2 separate regions of the Mus musculus genome follow, and region 2 is linked to region 1. The links are chromatin contacts, called in public Hi-C maps. All regions are on one chromosome and are shown on one strand. Each heading gives the region's core, a stretch centred on a gene start, on an enhancer-like site or on the middle of the called end of the contact. The rest is flanking DNA. Distances are from core to core; before and after follow the strand shown. Region 1 overlaps Ctnnbl1 (catenin, beta like 1). Region 2 overlaps Ctnnbl1 (catenin, beta like 1).

Evidence for each region. Hi-C and Micro-C count contacts between places; a contact is called where the count stands out from the background.
Region 2: a contact with region 1 is called in a Hi-C map of the N1E-115 cell line, with 1.8 times the contacts expected there. The contact joins two enhancer-like sites. A contact is called at or near these places in 1 of 15 datasets of contacts at CTCF or cohesin (the NIH/3T3 cell line), 7 of 484 Hi-C or Micro-C datasets (the MNK3 cell line, the N1E-115 cell line, cerebellar granule neurons and 4 more) and 4 of 115 datasets of contacts at active chromatin or transcription factors (embryonic stem cells and memory CD8 T cells).

The regions. Positions count from the first base shown.
Region 1 is chr2:157,805,651-157,813,603 of GRCm38.p6, forward strand. It overlaps Ctnnbl1 (catenin, beta like 1), which reads left to right. Exons shown (of 16, transcript NM_025680.4): 6 at 1,025-1,118; 7 at 3,815-3,906. Among named protein-coding and RNA genes, the nearest start is that of Ctnnbl1, 72 kb to the left of the region's middle. Within about 2 kb of position 2,786, at least 76 of the 459 cell types and tissues checked have an H3K27ac peak or open chromatin away from gene starts, as enhancers often do. A contact at or near this core is called in the N1E-115 cell line, where this site is marked.
Region 2 is chr2:157,891,199-157,899,151 of GRCm38.p6, forward strand. It overlaps Ctnnbl1 (catenin, beta like 1), which reads left to right. Exons shown (of 16, transcript NM_025680.4): 16 at 1-705. Among named protein-coding and RNA genes, the nearest start is that of Vstm2l, 19 kb to the right of the region's middle. Within about 2 kb of position 5,278, at least 5 of the 459 cell types and tissues checked have an H3K27ac peak or open chromatin away from gene starts, as enhancers often do. A contact at or near this core is called in the N1E-115 cell line, where this site is marked.

The DNA.
Region 1 (7,953 bases), core at 1,536-4,035:
GATGCAACACTGACTGAGAGCACACAGTGACTGCATAAGTTTATTTGGTAAGGTTAGTTTCTCAGGTATCTGTTTGGGCAGAGTTGTTCAAGATCTTAAAGTGAGCCAGGGTCCGTGAAGTAAGGGGCTTGCTAGCAAAGAACTTGGCTTTTTCTTCCCCAGCGAGGTAAATGGCATGGAGTGAGAACAAAACTCGATGCAAACTTGATTGTGGGCATTTTGAGTTGTTCCTTTAGCCAAAAGTAGTGCCCCCTCCCCCCATTTTCCTGCGATTGCTGTAGGATTCTTCTTTATCCTCACTTCCTGTGTAAGGCAAGCAAGGCAGTGGGAAGGGGAAGGGAGGCTGTACCCAGCTCTCCAGTCTTCCTAGATGCCTGATCACAGCTGTCTTAGCTAAAGAGTCTCTTCTCCAGGAGAGAAAACCAGGGCTGCCTTCCCTCCTTCCTTCCCTGCATGCCCTGGGGTTGCCCACAGGCAGTCCCCCAGAACCTGTTGTACAGATGGCAGTGTAAAGGAGGAAAGGCTCTCTTCAAGATTCTAGAAGGAATCCTGACTTTGGTATCGCTCCTTGGCAGATGTGTGTATTCTGTAGCTACTGTGGGTTTCCTACCGACCTCAAAAGGTGACTCAAGTAAGAGCTGGAAGTATGTTTTACCCAATGCCTCATGCCCTGTTTTTCCATCATGTGTAGGTACTGCTGAGGCAGAGCTTGGGGAAGGAGAGGTGGGATGATGACCATGAGAACCTTGCATTCACCAGCTTTGTAACCCTGCCTTTTCCTTTGTGCCACTCATCTCTGGCTTGCCCAGCCGGGGTCAGGACTAACTTGGGGTTAGGAAGCCATTAAGACCCCTTCCTTGCCTCGGAGTGCCTTGAAGAGGCCATGGGTTGAGAGAGCACTGCAGGCTGCCAGTTCTGCACTCAGTTTGCTCATTTGAATGGAGAGCTGTGACTAGGGGAATGGGGACATTTGGGGATTGACCTGTGATGTGTTCTTCTCTTCCTTTGCTTCCTATTCCCGCAGGTGGACGGGCAGGTGGCCGCATTGTTGGTGCAGAATCTGGAGCGCCTGGATGAGTCTGTGAGGGAGGAGGCTGATGGCGTCCACAACACCCTAGGTGAGGGGCTGGCACCAATTAACAACCAAATGGGTTTTGGTTTTTTTTTTTCCCCTATACTCCAAAGCTGCCTTTTAAAAATGAAGACCCATGTGTGCATTTCATGTAACTACAGCTTTGATTTGGTATATAGGCAATAAAAGCTGAAATCCACTAAGTAGGTACCCATCCAAGAGAAAATATAAAATATGCTGGCTCCTAAATTTTATTTTAAGATTTTACTGTTTCTAATTATGTATATATGTATGTTGGGGAGTGTTTGCACATCATTGTGGAGGCCAGGAGATCCTTGTTGGATTTCCTGTGCTAGAGTTAAAAGTGGTAGACCCTCTGATATAGGTGCTGGAAAGCAAACCCAGATCTTTGCAAGAGCAATATGAACACCTCTCCTTAGCAGCCTTTGCCTCCAAAAGTTAAGATGAAATCCTTGTGGGGCCCTTTCTGCCCTAGGAAGCAAAGTTTTAAATTTGTGGGTGATCTCGTGTCAGCTTCCCTCACCCACTTCCTTCAGTGGAGCTGCAGGTGTTTGCACATCTGTGGACATTACAAAAAGGTATTTGCATTGAAAGAGCCAGTGTTTCCTTGTCTTTGGTACAGACGGCTTGGCTAAGTGAGTTAAAATACTTCCAGCGACTCTGCTGCCCGAGTCCCATTCATTTCAGTGCATTCTTCTACAGTCCTTTCCTTCTCCCTCAAATCTCTCCAGCTTCTCCCTTCGCACAGTTGCCATATTTAAAGTCATGCCTTTGGGCAGGCCGCTTCCTCCCTGGCTGCTATTGTGTTAAACCAGCGGTGGCATCTTTGCAAGCTGAGCTCCAGCAATGAAGGGGGCCGAGCTGAAACAGGAGTTTCTATGAGATTAGTTTCCCTCCCGGCTCCTCTGTGCTTACTGCAGATCTCCCTTGTAGTGCTAGACTCTTCAGTGTGGATTATTGTAAAGAAGAGGGAAGATGGGCACCCAGGGAGTATGAGAGGGGAACACGACAGCCTGCGGTTGGGAGCTGGCTCTAGTGCAGAGGCAGAAGTTGGCATTGCCATCTGTCAGCCTAATGCTGGATTTTGCAACATGGAAAGCTTATCAAAAGTCTTAGCTGGCTGTTCATAAAAAGGCCCTGGTGTGGTAGGAAAGCGCAGCTCTGGCAAATCTGCCTGGTCTCTGCTCAGGCACCTACCACACTCAGATTCATGCCTCCTCCTTCCCACTCCTTGGGTGCCTGGTGTTTCTCAGACACAGTACTGGGAGCTAGGGCAGATCAGGAGGAGTCAGGCATGACTAATACAAGGGTGCTCTCATGGGAAAGCCCAGGACAGAGGAAGGAGTGCCAGTGACAAGAGCTATGATTAGTGTCAGTAAGAACATCCTAGAGACTGAGAGCAAGGGCCTTGAGTGTTGCAGGGGAGCTGACTGGGGCCCTTGGCCTGTGGAGGAGTCCGTGGCTGTCTTTGGCTAAGTCAAGCGAGGCTGTGCTTCTGGAAAATGAGGGCGGGAGGTGGGGTTGGGGCAGTGAGATCAGGGAGTGAGTCTGTCCAGAGTTTGGAAGACCCTGTGAACCATGGCAGGAAGTGTGGCTTTGTTTCTTGTGTGTAACAGGAGATCATGTGTAGTACGAACAGAACAAGATAAAATGAACAAGTGCTTGATTGAGAGAGACTGTTTGGTCTCTTGAGTCCCTCTGCTGCTCACTGTCAGCATGTGTCCCCTCCCTCATGACTGCCCGATCTCCTTTCAGTGGCTCTTGAGGAACCTGGCTTGGGTGAAAGAAAGAGCCTGGCTCTTGAGGAGCCTGGCTTGGGTTTCTTTGGCCCTTGCTCCTTCAGAATCCAGGCACAGCAGCACGCTCTGGATATTATGCTTTGAGAACACAGAACAGTGTCTGCCTTGTGAGAGTGGCCTGTTGTAAGATAGGAAGCAGAGGGGCCCTGGAGGGAAGGAAAGCATTTGATGTGGTAAGGGCAGTGGTGGTTTTTTTTAATGCTCTTCTTCTTGATGTCATAGCATGTAATAGCTTTTTTCCCTTTGCCTTCTAACTTTTAATTTTCCTATTAAGTCACACTTTGACTGTTGTAGGAGATAGCAGGACCAATTATTTGCTTCCCGATAGCTGGCAGCTACCTCTGCCGTCATGGCCTTTCCCCTCTGCACGCGTTAGTGTGCTCAATTAAGAAGATCATGCTCACCTCCCTGCCAGTGTCTTGGTTTTCATATGAATCACAATACCACAATGTGTGTGTGTGTGTGTGTGTGTGTGTGAGAGAGAGAGAGAGAGAGAGAGAGAGAGAGAGAGAGAGAGAGAGAGAGAGAAGAGAGAGAGAGAGAAGAGACTACCTGGCCCTAGGAGACCCTGCCCTAGCCTGACTAGCTGCAGACCTCTGGGACTGAGCGTGCTTTGCTAGGCAGCTCTCCACCCATCAGCGTGCTCTGCTCTGGAGTCACCTCTATTAGCATAAAAACCCATCCCTCATCTCTTCTGCGAATTCCGTCATTTTCAGTTATGACTTCTACTTGTAACATAACTTGAAGAAAAAGGGGAAAAAACATAGCAACTCCTTGGTTAATCTAAAAGTGACAACAGCATCTGTTGAGTAGAATACAGGGAAGTGGGACAAAGGCTAAAGTGCTTGTCATGGGAAGTGGGCTTGATGCGAGTAGGAGCAGAGAGATGCTTTCCCAGGTGACTGGTGTCTGTCTCTTTCAGCTATTGTGGAGAATATGGCCGAGTTCCGTCCGGAGATGTGCACAGAGGCTGCCCAGCAGGGACTCCTGCAGTGGCTGTTGAAGAGGCTGAAGGTAAGGGAGCCAGTGGCCCTGCCACCCATATGTCTCTGCTCTGGCTGTGGCTGGTGCCATGGTGTCGATAGACATCCTCCGACCTCCACATGTCTAGTTTGGGAAGTTTCTGGCCCTTTTGTTGCTTGTCTCCATCCCCAATAATCTTTTTGAGTTCTACTTTAAAAAAGCATCTGTTGTTAACAATATCATATATATTCTTTTAGAAAATTTCTGAACATACATAGGAGCTAGTGTTGTATGTTGACGTAAAAAGAATTATATAATGTTTTCTTATGCAAATTGTTTTTTCACTGAACTAATGATAGCCTAGTGTTCCATTGGACAGAAGTACCAATATTATTATTATTTTTTTTTTGAAATAGGGATTCATGTAGTCCAGGCTGGCCTGCAGTTCAGGAGACTTTGAACTCCTGATCTTCTTGCCTCTCCTTTCCATGTGCTGGGATTACATGTGTGTGCCTCCCTGCCCAATTTATGCAGGAGTGGGGATTGAACCCCTGGCCTTGTGCATGCTCAGCCATCACCCTAACAACTGAGCCACATCCTTTGCCGGGCTCTCAGTTTTAATTTTGACTGTTATAAGCAGTTTATAGTGGGTATCACATCTGAACACTATTCTGGTGCACTTAGCTTATCTGTGTGTTAAACCCCTACTAGTGGAACATTCAGGCCATAGGGTATTTGCATTAACGTTTGAGGCAGGTGTTGTAGAATTGTCACCTGTCAAGTTTGCCCTGCTGGCCACTCCCCTGTTGCTCCCGGGAATACCAGGCATCAACATACTTAAGGCTTTCGTGCACTTAGAAGTGAACATTGATGCTAGGCTACTTCAATTTACATTTTTAAATCAAAGAATGTGTATTGGCTTCCAGTTGCTTAGTAGCCATTCATGGGCTTGGGGAAGTGGTCCAGCAGGTAGGATGCCTGTACCCAGCTGTAGTCCCAGCCCTAGGAAGTGGAGGCAGAAGGATCAGAAGTTCAAAGTCACCCTCTACTACACAGTAAGGAGCAGGCCGGCCTGGGCTGTATAAGAGCCTGTCTCAAAACAACAATAATGACAGCTATTTGTATTAATTTCTTTTAGCTTTATATTTGTATCCTTTATCCTTATTTCTGTTGTATCCCTCATTCTCTTTCTTAGCACAGAGTCACCATGTTTTTAACTATTACTGCTGTCCCATCGAGTAAATAAGAAAGGAAGGGAAAAGCCATTAGCTTGACCAACTGTGTGATAGGAAGGCTACTGTGGAGGTCCTCACTAGCAAGATAAGAGAGGTTTCTTTAAGGAGGAATGACTCTTAAAGTAGTCATGGCTTATCCGGAATGTCTGGGCTGTGTCAGGTCAGGTTCACAGTCCTTGTCTTGGCAGGCCTAAGGGGAAGGCAGCCAGACAGTCTAGGTCTTCTCCAGCTCTGCTTATGTAACCCCATAAGATAGACACACACACACATACACTCTCACACACACACACACACACACACACACACACACACACACACACACACATCAGGGGAGCCTCTGCCCAGTAGTGCTATCAGTAGAGATAGACATATTTGCCAGGCAGAGCCCAGTGCACTGAGCCCTTGTAAGCCCTTTCCTTTTCCCACTTGGGCCTGTATCCAGCAGGTAGCTGGTTTATCTGCTGCCATCTTGGCATCTTCCTTTGGACTTCTGAGTCCAGGTGGTCTTTGGCCTTAAGCTGCACTTGTTCAGCGTACAGTTCCTTCCCCACCTACTTCTCAGCACTCAGTTTGTGTTTCCATCCTCATTGAAACACTTAGGGAGTGAGGGGTAGAGGAAAGGATAACAAGAATCTGGGTTCCTGGTGGAATTTGTAGACCCAACCTTAACATACAGAAAATAATCTCATAGTCTTTGTCTTTGTGAAGTCAGGATAGGGTTTTTAGGTCCTTGGGACTTAATAATGAATTTGAGGCTCATTCTTTAAAACTCCTCTGTCCTTTGAAAGGTGCTTAAATTAGCCATAACAGCATTCTCTTGCTCAGTCTCTGTCTCTCTGTCTCTGTCTCTCTGTCTCTCTGTCTCTCTTTCTCTCTCTCTCTCTCTCGTTCATTCTTTCTTTTTTTGGAGTTGCTTCTATAAGAGAAATTGAGACCTTTGGGTGTTTAGTCTGGGTTTCATTTGCTATTTTAGCAAGCTATTATTGAGTTTCGCCACAGGGCACAGAAATTTGTATAATCCTCAGGACAGGAAGAGCCTTGTTACAATCTATAACCATTTTCAAGGTTTCCAGTATTTAAACTTTAAATTGGTATTTGGTTATTTTACTGGGAATCAAGTAAAACTCTGTGCTGCATGGAATGGTCACAAAAGCAAGCTAAGCTAAGAGCAAGGCGGCAAGAAGGAAGCCATGACGCTTGAATATGCTTTGTTCTGGGTCTCTAGCCCAAGCAAGTGCGTGTTGATTCTTCACCAACATCAGCCTTAGAGATTCCTGGTGGACTGGACCTAGAGTCTGTCTTCCCTTGGAGCTGGGTGGCTGCAGCTAGTGGTCCTTCACTTGTCTGGCCCCTTTCTTTCAGGGGACCACTGAGGTCCCACGAGGTGACTGAAAATCCACGTGAAAGTGCCTTCAACTCATGACCATCCTGGCAGCCAGGGCCTTCAGCAGTTGTGTTGAAAGATCTTTAGTGCAATTTTGAAAACCAGGTTCCCTGGACCCAGCGCAGACCTACCGTCCCAGTGAGGCTCACTGGTGAAAACACCATGACCAAAAGTAAGCTGGAGAAGAAAGGGTTTATGTGTCTCACACTTCCGCACCACAGTTCATGACTGAAGGAAGTCAGGACAGGAGCTCAGACAGGGCAGGAACCTGGAGGCAGGAGCTGATGCAGAGGCCATAGAGGGGTACTGCTTACTGCCCTGCTCCTCATGCCTTGTTCAGCCTGCTTTCTTATAGAACCCAGGAACACCAGCTTAAGGATGGCCACACTTGGCTGGGCTTTCCATTATCAATCATTGAGGAAGAAAATGCCCAAGGCTTGCCCACAGCCTGATCTTATAGATGATAAACTCTTCTCAACTGAGGCTCCCTCCTCTCCTTTGATTCTACCAGTGTCAAGTAGACACACAACTAACCAGCACATTTACCATCTCAGGGTCCACTGCTAATATATTCTAGAAATTCCTCCTATGCATCAGTGTATGCTGCTCACTAAGGTCCACTGGGCTCTAGAAAGTGAACCCTCTTTTCTGTTCTTACCTACAGACGGATACAGGGGAATAGCCACTACTTCTTCAGTGCCCACCTCCCGACCTGCTTTAAGGCAACTTCCCTGCCGCAGTCTGGTCTCTTCATTTCTCAGTTCTGAAACGCTAGCCCTATTATCTGTCGCATAGCTCCTTTGCTTGTCTCTGTTTTGCTTACGTCCCTGTCTCCACCACGCACAGTACTTTTTCCTCCTGTGTTTTATATACACACCACTGTGGGACAGCCTGAGTCCCTACTCTTTCACACAGCCTGAATCATTCTTAGAATTATTCTGAAGGCAAGTGTGTAAGTTCTATTGTGGAGAAATAGCTAAAAGTCAAGACCTATAGGTGCTAAGTGACTTGCCCAAACCTATACAGGTAGAGCTGGAGCTGGGCTTGACCCACAGCCCAGAAGCGTTCTCAAGGGCCTTTCTGCAGTGCCGCTCTGCCTCCAGCCCATGAGCAGTTCTGGTTCTGCAAACCAGCCCCCTTCAGGTTTTTCCGAAAGGAATTCTTCTGGGAGTTAGCCAATCTGGATTCCAGCTCTGCTGGGAGAGCTTTCTTCATCCAGCAAGGAGAGGAGATCTCATGGAACAGCCTGAGCAAACTGTTTCCCTCAGCCTGGATATCCTGAGTGGAGGCCCGGCCTGGCTCTCTCTGTCTTGTATATCCCCACAAGCTTCCCCAGCCAGCCCACCCTGTCTTTCTTTTGTGCTTCCTGCAGGTTCTCAGATCCCCCAGGTGTACTTAATCTTCAAAACTAGGGCTGAGCCTCATGTTTTAGGGAGCCCTCATGGTGTGTGATGGAAGAGAAAGTCTCAGAGCTGAAAT
Region 2 (7,953 bases), core at 4,028-6,527, 88 kb after region 1:
AGACACCTGGTGTGGGCAGCACCCGTTTGTGCACAGCAGTCTGAACAGGGCTCTGGGACTGCCGGGCACAGGGGATTACCTGCCACTGCAGTCCCAGCACATCACTACACCCCCACCCCCACCCACAGCCCTGTGCTTCTGTCTTCAAATGCCTGGAGTAGGCGAGTCTGCAGACACCACCCAGAGCTGTGGCTGCTGGGAGCTCAGGAGCCAGGGAATGCAGCCAGGAACAGAGGGGCATGGTTTTCTCACAGGGTGGTGGAAACGCTCTGTGGTTGGTCATGGATGTGAGCACACTTCATTGTGAGCACGCTGATACCACGGAGTTGTACATTCTCAGAGGACAAATCAAATGATGTGGTTTCTAATAAAGCTGTTGAGGGAAGGGGGCTGCTAAGCCGTCGACCTTCAGTCTGGACTGCTTCTCTAGTCTTGCGATGTGCTTCCCACAGAATTGTCCTAGCTCTTGTGGGAGTTTGGACGTTACCATTTGCAACCTTAAGATTTTATTCTTGGATGAGTGTGGTGGTACACGCCTTTAATCCCAGCACTTGGGAGGCAAAGGCAGACAGATCTTTGAGTTCAAAGCTAACATGGTCTATAGAGCAAGGTCCAGGACAGCCAGGACTACACAGAGAAACCCTGTCTCAAAAAACCCAAATTAATAATAATATTAATAATAAAATAGTAATAGTGATAATCTGTACATGGTCCTGGTGCTGGTGATTTAGGCTCCTGAGAGGTTCTGAGCATGGAGGTTGGGGGTGTGGGTAAGGTCAGCACATGACCCTGACCTTATCCTCAAGTGTGACCCGTTGGATATATGGTTTTGACCTCTTGTGACATCCCCAGAGCAGTCTGACAGTATGCTAGTGCTCATGGGAATGAGAAGCCCATGGCGACAGATGTGGTGGGTAGCTTTGATACTGACTTCCATCTTGTGTGGCTGTGGCTTGGGAAATGTGGTCTTCCCTCCCAGCTGAGGTGAAACGAAGGCCTCACCAGCACCCCGCCAACATCACAATATCCTCAGAGAGTCCTCACGTGCCAGGGAGTGCAGAGCAGCAGTGGGAACCCAGAGGTTCCTCCCAGCAAAGCATGAGCCCTCAGTTACCAAAAAAGCTGCAAGGAATGCCAAACCCTTGCCAGGGCCTGATGCCTTGTGGTCCCGATGCCACACAATGCTTCTTGCTACTTACTAAACCACAAGGGACCAGGCATCAGCCACCTGCACACTCCGTGTCTGTGGCATCTGTGTGATGCCCATCACAGGCAGAGCGGGCGCCATGTGTGTCAGCTCTGGGAGGCTGTGTGAAGATGGAGAAGATGTGTTCCATCATGAACTGAGGACCATCCCAGCAGCCCTGTTGGCCTGGCCACTCCCAACTGCGGGAAGCCAGTACTGAGGTCGAGGTCTCAATGTTATACGGGGGGGGGGGGGGGGGGGGGGGGGTCCTGTGGCCAGTGAACCACAACCCAGATTCAAACCAAAGTTTGTCTGATCCTCTGATGTAGTGCCCCAGTCTCAGAGCACTTCTCCAGCTAAAGCTGGTCCTCCTTTGATCATTGCTTGTTCAATACTTCTTGTATTTCTTTAAACTGCATTGGTTTTTAACCAGTGCAACCCACATGGTATCCGAGTTCACATTTTAATTTTAAAACATTGCACAAGGAGCCTCCTACAATGTTTTAATTTTAAAACATTGCACAAACTGCTCCTGCCACCCAGTCTTCCCAATATGTGGACAGCACTGTCCAGTCATGAGCTTCCAAACCTGCCCACATGCAGGTTAGCCAGCTCAGGGAGCCAGGCTCTGCAGATCTCCAGACACCAGCTCTTAGCTGCCTGAGATCCTTTCATGCCCCCAAAGCCCTTCTGTCAAGGGCTTAGTCAGAACTTAGCTTCCTTAGTCTCTCACATGAACACTTGCTTAGCAAGTGCAAGGCCCTGGGTTCAGGGCCTGATACCTCCCCCTATACACACACACGTTTCACAGACGATAAGTAGGCCCCTTTCTGATAGGTGTAAGGGCAGGGGGAAACACAAAGTCTAGTCCCTATGGGGACAGGAAAGTGCACAGTTCCAGGGACTGTGACCAATGGGACACGATTACTGAATTATTACTTCTGTCCTTATCATAACACCCTGCTCCGTAAAGCTGAGACCTTTAAATGCAACACAGACCCATGTTTTTCTGCTAACTAGGAACCCTGGGCTCCTGGGCTATGGTGCCAGTTCTTAAGGCTACTCACAGCTGACTAAGATGCCTGTGCTTCACAGAGCAGCTTGTGCCCACCCCTGCTCTGGGAGAACTACTAGGCTCCCGTGAAAGCCATCCACTCTTGTCCTTGGTTCCACCGACTCTTGGAGCTCAGAGCTCTTCCTTCCTGTCCATCCTGTGTCCACAGCTGAGTGGTCCCAGAGCAGAGCACCCCAGAGAGGTGGTATTTCTTTTCCCATCCAGATGTGATCTGAGAAACCTTAGCAAGGAACTCCTGAGGGAAAGGCCATGTCTGTCTCCTTCACAGGCTGCTTGATGGTGGATCCACATACCTGAATCTTGTGGTAGCAAGATGGGCGAGTCTGAGAGATTTGCATGCAGGCTGAATTCCTTTCTGTGAGGGGCTGTTGTCGGGTGCTGGAAGGCATCCCTCAGTCACCCATAGTAAATACCAGTGCCCAGGTGGCACCTTCTGCTATTACCACAAGCGTCAATTTAGTGTCAGCAGGGAGACAAGACTCGCTTTCCTAGAGGCAAGACTTCTTGATGAGATTTCTTACCCAGCAGCAGAGGTAAAGGCAGGCCCACATTTTCAATCTGCCGTGTTCTTTGGTGCACATGGAAACTGGTTGGATCACAGCGGTGGGCCTTAGTTATTGGTGCCAGGAAAAAGAGCAGGCTTCTCCCACTCACCTTCATCTTGATTAGCTGACACATGCCCTTGGTAGAGGCTTGTGAAAGCATGCAAGGCTACCCTGCACAAATCTCCCCTCCAGATGTGTCTCCTAGCCACTCAGCCCCCTCCCAGGAGGCATCCCCTCCAGGTCCATCCAGGATGAGCTCGTCTTGTTCCACCTCTTGCTTTTCATTTGACATCTGCCACATGGCACACACTTGCCCGCTCCGACAGCAGAGCTTCATTACAAAGCTGGGCCCTGATGTAGCTGCGGAGTTGATGGGTACATTGCTCATGGCTGACCTTAGACTATAGCATCAATCTGTAAGCATGTTGACTGTCATTCCACAGGTCTGCTTAAATTCTAAAGGAGAGTTGCAAAGTCAAAGAGGAGAGGGCATTTGTCATTGTCACCTGTGTGAACATGTCCTAAGTCCTGCTTAGGGAACTGGTGGCTCTGGATCAGTGGGGCTCTGGTGGCATTTGGCCGGCATCTCTCTTCTGAGTCACTCCAGGGTTTTAGAATGTCTTCGCAGGATGTGTGGTATATTAGCTGGTGCCCCCCCCCCCCAACTCCACCATGTCTCTCCGAAAGCCACAGGTTTCCACAAGCCACAGGCCTCTGCTACATTCCTCCGTGAAGCCAGTGTTTTATCACTACCCACATTTCAGCCTGACCTGGAGCAACCTTGGTCCAGAGGGCAGAGCCGAGAATGCAATCTAGCCAGCCATGTTCCTGGTGAAGCCACTATTCCCCATGCAAAGGAAGGAAAAGTAAAGAAGGTGGTGCAGGACAGACTAGAAGCGGAGGCCTAGCTAGGTGTCCAGGAGGCTCCAGGACAGCCCCTCCCCCACCTGGCAGCTGCAGCCCCTGTAGGTCCCCTGCCTCCCTCTGCCATGGGTGATGGTCACCTGAGCCTTTCCCATGGCCAAGCCCAACAAGCCCTGTGAAAAGAGGGGTTGTAGGGAAGGGTCGAGGCTAGTCTCCCAGCTTGCCCCAGGTCAAGCCTCGTCTCCAGTTCCTGTGGCCCTTTCAGTTCCTACAGAAAGACGAGAAACAGCCCACAGCAGCCCAGGAATCTGAACTCTGAGCCCCAGGCAAGAGACAGCCTCACAAAGTCACCAGGACAGGGACTAAGGAAGGACAGCTCCAGTCTCGGTCAGCCCAGACTGTCCTTCGCCTTCTTGGACCTGGGCAGGTGGGTAGAAGCCGTTGGAATGGACTGTACTGAAGCCAGGCTGTGTGCCCGACTCCACAGCCTCCAGCTAGCCCATCCAGGGAACCCAGGAGCTCAGCCCAGCCTCCTGAGATACCTGCCCGCTATTGGGTCTCACTAAGGGGCTGGCTAGCTTTGTGAATCCCCCACAGACCAATCCCCCACTCTGTGCCCCGACAGGGGACCCAGGTATCTTTGTCACCTATCACCCCACCTTTTAGTGAGCAGCCGCCAGACGCCACGTGGGAACAAAGCAGTTACTATCCCTACCTTGAGGGAGCTCTGATCTCAGAAGACAAACCCCAAGTTGGTACACTTGTAAGCGAATGCAGAGGACAATTTCTGAGAGTCAAAAGAGCAAGCAAGGCACACAAATCGGACCGAGGAGCAAGGGAGTGGCCTGGCTTAGTGCCCTAGAAAGGTCTCTGTGTGGCGCCCATTCAAAACCTGAGCAGAGACAGGGAGTAGGAAACCCAGGGCAGAAGGATCCACGTACAGACATGCGTGCAAAAGGCCTGAGAAGAGGCCACAGTGGCAGGAGTCAGGGAGAGGCAGAAGCCAATCAGGATGGGGCCAGAGCAGCAGGCAGAGGAGGGGAGTCCTGAGCTTGGAAGGGGTGAGGCCTGACTTCGAAACCATGCTCTGGGGAGCCCTAGAGAGGCAGTGCTGTGGAAGAAGAAGGAGCTCCAAGGAGCAGTAGAGCCTGGACCAGTGAAGAGGCCTCGTGTTGTGGGCCACGGGGGCCACCATTGAGGATTGGGGTAGGAAGATGGAGGCAGAACCTGCCAGGCTCTGCACAGGAGGCCCTGTCCAGAGGCATCCCAGCAATGAGGCCTGGGAGCCATTTCCTGGGCCAGCAGGAGCCGGGTGGGGCGGTGGAGAGCCTGGCTCAGTGTATAAATATCTTTAATGAATAAATAGAAGTGCTTTTAAGGCTGCCGAGTCCCATCATTTCCACCTGCCATAAAATTCCATTAGAAGCAGGCGCTGCAGGGGACAGCCCGGCTGCAGTAAATCCACCACCACCACCACCACCACCCCCGCCTCCAGCCCCGCCTGGCTCCCAGGTGACCCGAGTGAGCCCAGGGTTCCACACATGCATGCCTGTCCTGGGCCTACAGACATTGGTCCTTTCCACACCAGGACAAGCGTGGGGCCACAGGAGGCAGGGACATGTGGCTTGTCACTGACACTTTCCTCCTTGTGACACTAGAACCCTACAGCCTTCCCCTCTAATTCACTTGAGCTGAGTTCAGGGGCAGCTGCTTTCAACACAAAGGAGATCCTGGAACCTCAGAGCTAGTGAAGCCTCACTTGGAGGAATCGAGCTTTCCAAGTGAGGAAATGGAACCCCTTCAGAACAGGTGGCTATGCTAAGGCCACTCCAGGTTAGCAGACCCAGCACTCAAGCTGCCATATAGTTGCTACACTCTTTAGTACCATATTTATTGGGCCAAGCCCTTGTCAAGGGCTATTTCCCTGATTCATGACTGACTGGCCCATTTTGCAGGTGCAAACACTGAGTCCCAGCAATGGTGAGCCAGATACACACCTGGGTCTCTAAGGAGCACTTTCCCCCTTGTTGTGTGCTGGGGCTGGGGTTGTGTTTTCCCTAGCCTCAGTCATCAAAATGGGAAGCTGAGACCATCTGACATTGTAGTGCAGGGTAGCCTCAAATTCACAGCAAATCTCCTACCTCGGCCTCTCTGGTGCTGCTGTTATGAGTGTGAGTCACCACGCCCAGCTTTAAACCAGGAGTCTACCAAAAGACTGGGGTGGGAAAATTCTGAGTGACAGCAAGCACCAGCAGAAAGTCTGTGAACCACAAGTCACTGACAAAAGCACACCTCTGAGCCCAGCGATGTCTTACAAGGCTCCTCACTGGCTTTACGGATGAAATACTGAACAGAGAAGTCAAGGATTGGCACAAGGTCACACAGCTCTCCTTGCAATGCTGGGTAGGAATCCTTTGGTCTCTCTGTTGTCCCCACTGTCAGTGAGCATGTCCAGCTGGCAACCTGCCTGGACAGCCAGTCATCAGTTAGGCCCATTAGGCGACCATCCACAGTCCTGCCAGATGTCTCCGTTCCTCATCTCACCTCAGCCCTCTGGGAGCCAGAGGACAGGTTCCCAGCCCAGCTGCCACAAGGAGGAGGTGTCCAAAGGGCCCCACACAGGGTCTGGAGGTGGCCACCTGGGCAATGACCACACAGCACAGAGCCTGCCCTGGCCAGCTCTTTCAAGTTTCAGCCCTGTCACTGCCTAGCTGTGTGACCCTGAGCAAGCCCTTTCACCTCCCTGAGCCTCAGTTTCCCCATCTGCACATGATGTGTGCTCATGGCGGGCAGTGACCGTGCTAGTGCACTTGGAGCAGAGCCATGAGTACCCACGCACAGTGCTGAGCCATGCCGTACCGTTTCACCAACCCTCATCCGCTTGTTTATACTGTCTAGAAGGACTGACCACACCCACAAGGACAGATCTCTGCTCAGCCATCAGTATACCCCAAGTCAGGGTCCCACAGAAGCAGAGTCCCACAGGGTCCCACAGAAGCAGAGTCCCACAGGGTCCCACAGAAGCAGAGTGGTCAGCAAGGCTGCATGTATTCACGTTCCACGTCCAGGACCACAAGCCTCCATCCACACCTCTGACCGATCCCTCAGCACTGCCCGAGTTAGTTCTGGTCTCTCTACAGCCTCTCCACCCTCTGGAGCAAAGGCGTAGACAGAAGCAAGCATACATACCCTGGAGCAGAGGACCGGGATCCCAACCCTTCACGCTGCCCTCAGGAGAGGTCACCAGCCGGCTTCACTGGGCCAGCAGGCTGTGGAAGGTGGGATGGCCTGGCAGGGTCTTGAATGACACATGTCTGGGCCTCGCTGTGACAGGGTGTGGGGAGGAACAGTGCCCAAGGCACTTGGGCACCCTGCTGCTGCCTTCCTAGAATAAGCCAGCAAGGCGGCAGAGGCATGCTATGGAGAAGGGAGAGAGTGGCTGAAAGGAAGGGTACCCCAGCTGTGAATCAGCAGAGGAGACCTGGGGGGTACCATCAGAGCTGAGACTGACATAATGGGGGTATCAGGATTGGGGGGAGGGGGGATATCTCTGGCAAGGGAAACAGTGAGCACAAAGGCCCTATGACAGGCGTGTGCTTCACACACTCAACAGACAGATGTGTAGTTGAGAATGTGAGGCAGATGCAGAGGTGAGGGGCTGGACTGGGCAGGGGGGCTTTGTCCCAGAAGGAGTTGGATCACCTCTAACCTGCAAAGGGGGCTCATGGAGACTGTTACACAGGGCTAAAATGGCCACAGGGGGTTTGTGTGAAGGAGCAGCACAGCTGGGGGCGGGGGTGGGGGAGACTGAAATGCCACTGTGGCTGGGGCAGGGCCACTCTCATTCTATGTCCCCTTGGCTTTGTCTCAAATGACCCTCAAAGTGGTCAGAACAAAACACCCGAACATGGGACCTGGAACTTGTTCCTGGAACAGCCTGTTATGGCTGGGCAGTCTCTTCTTTTGCCTGACCTGGGACTGAAGGACAGGTATTGTGTCTTGGGTTGGACGACAGCTTAGGCCACAGGAGGCCCGGGTCAGAGTTCAGAGGTCCCACTCTGAGCTGGGCCCTCTCAGACCCAGAAGCCCGCCTTAGCTGAGAAGCTAAGGCTCAGGGTTAGCTGGTGCTCAGCTACTCCAAGTGGGGCCTAAGACTAGAACTCTGAGCCCAGGAATGGCCAACAGAGTATGTCCTGGCATTCCCTTTCCTGAAACGCTTATAGCAGTGGGCAGAGACACGCAGGTGGTGGGCAGTGGTCCCTCCTCTCTGGGCATCAGATGGG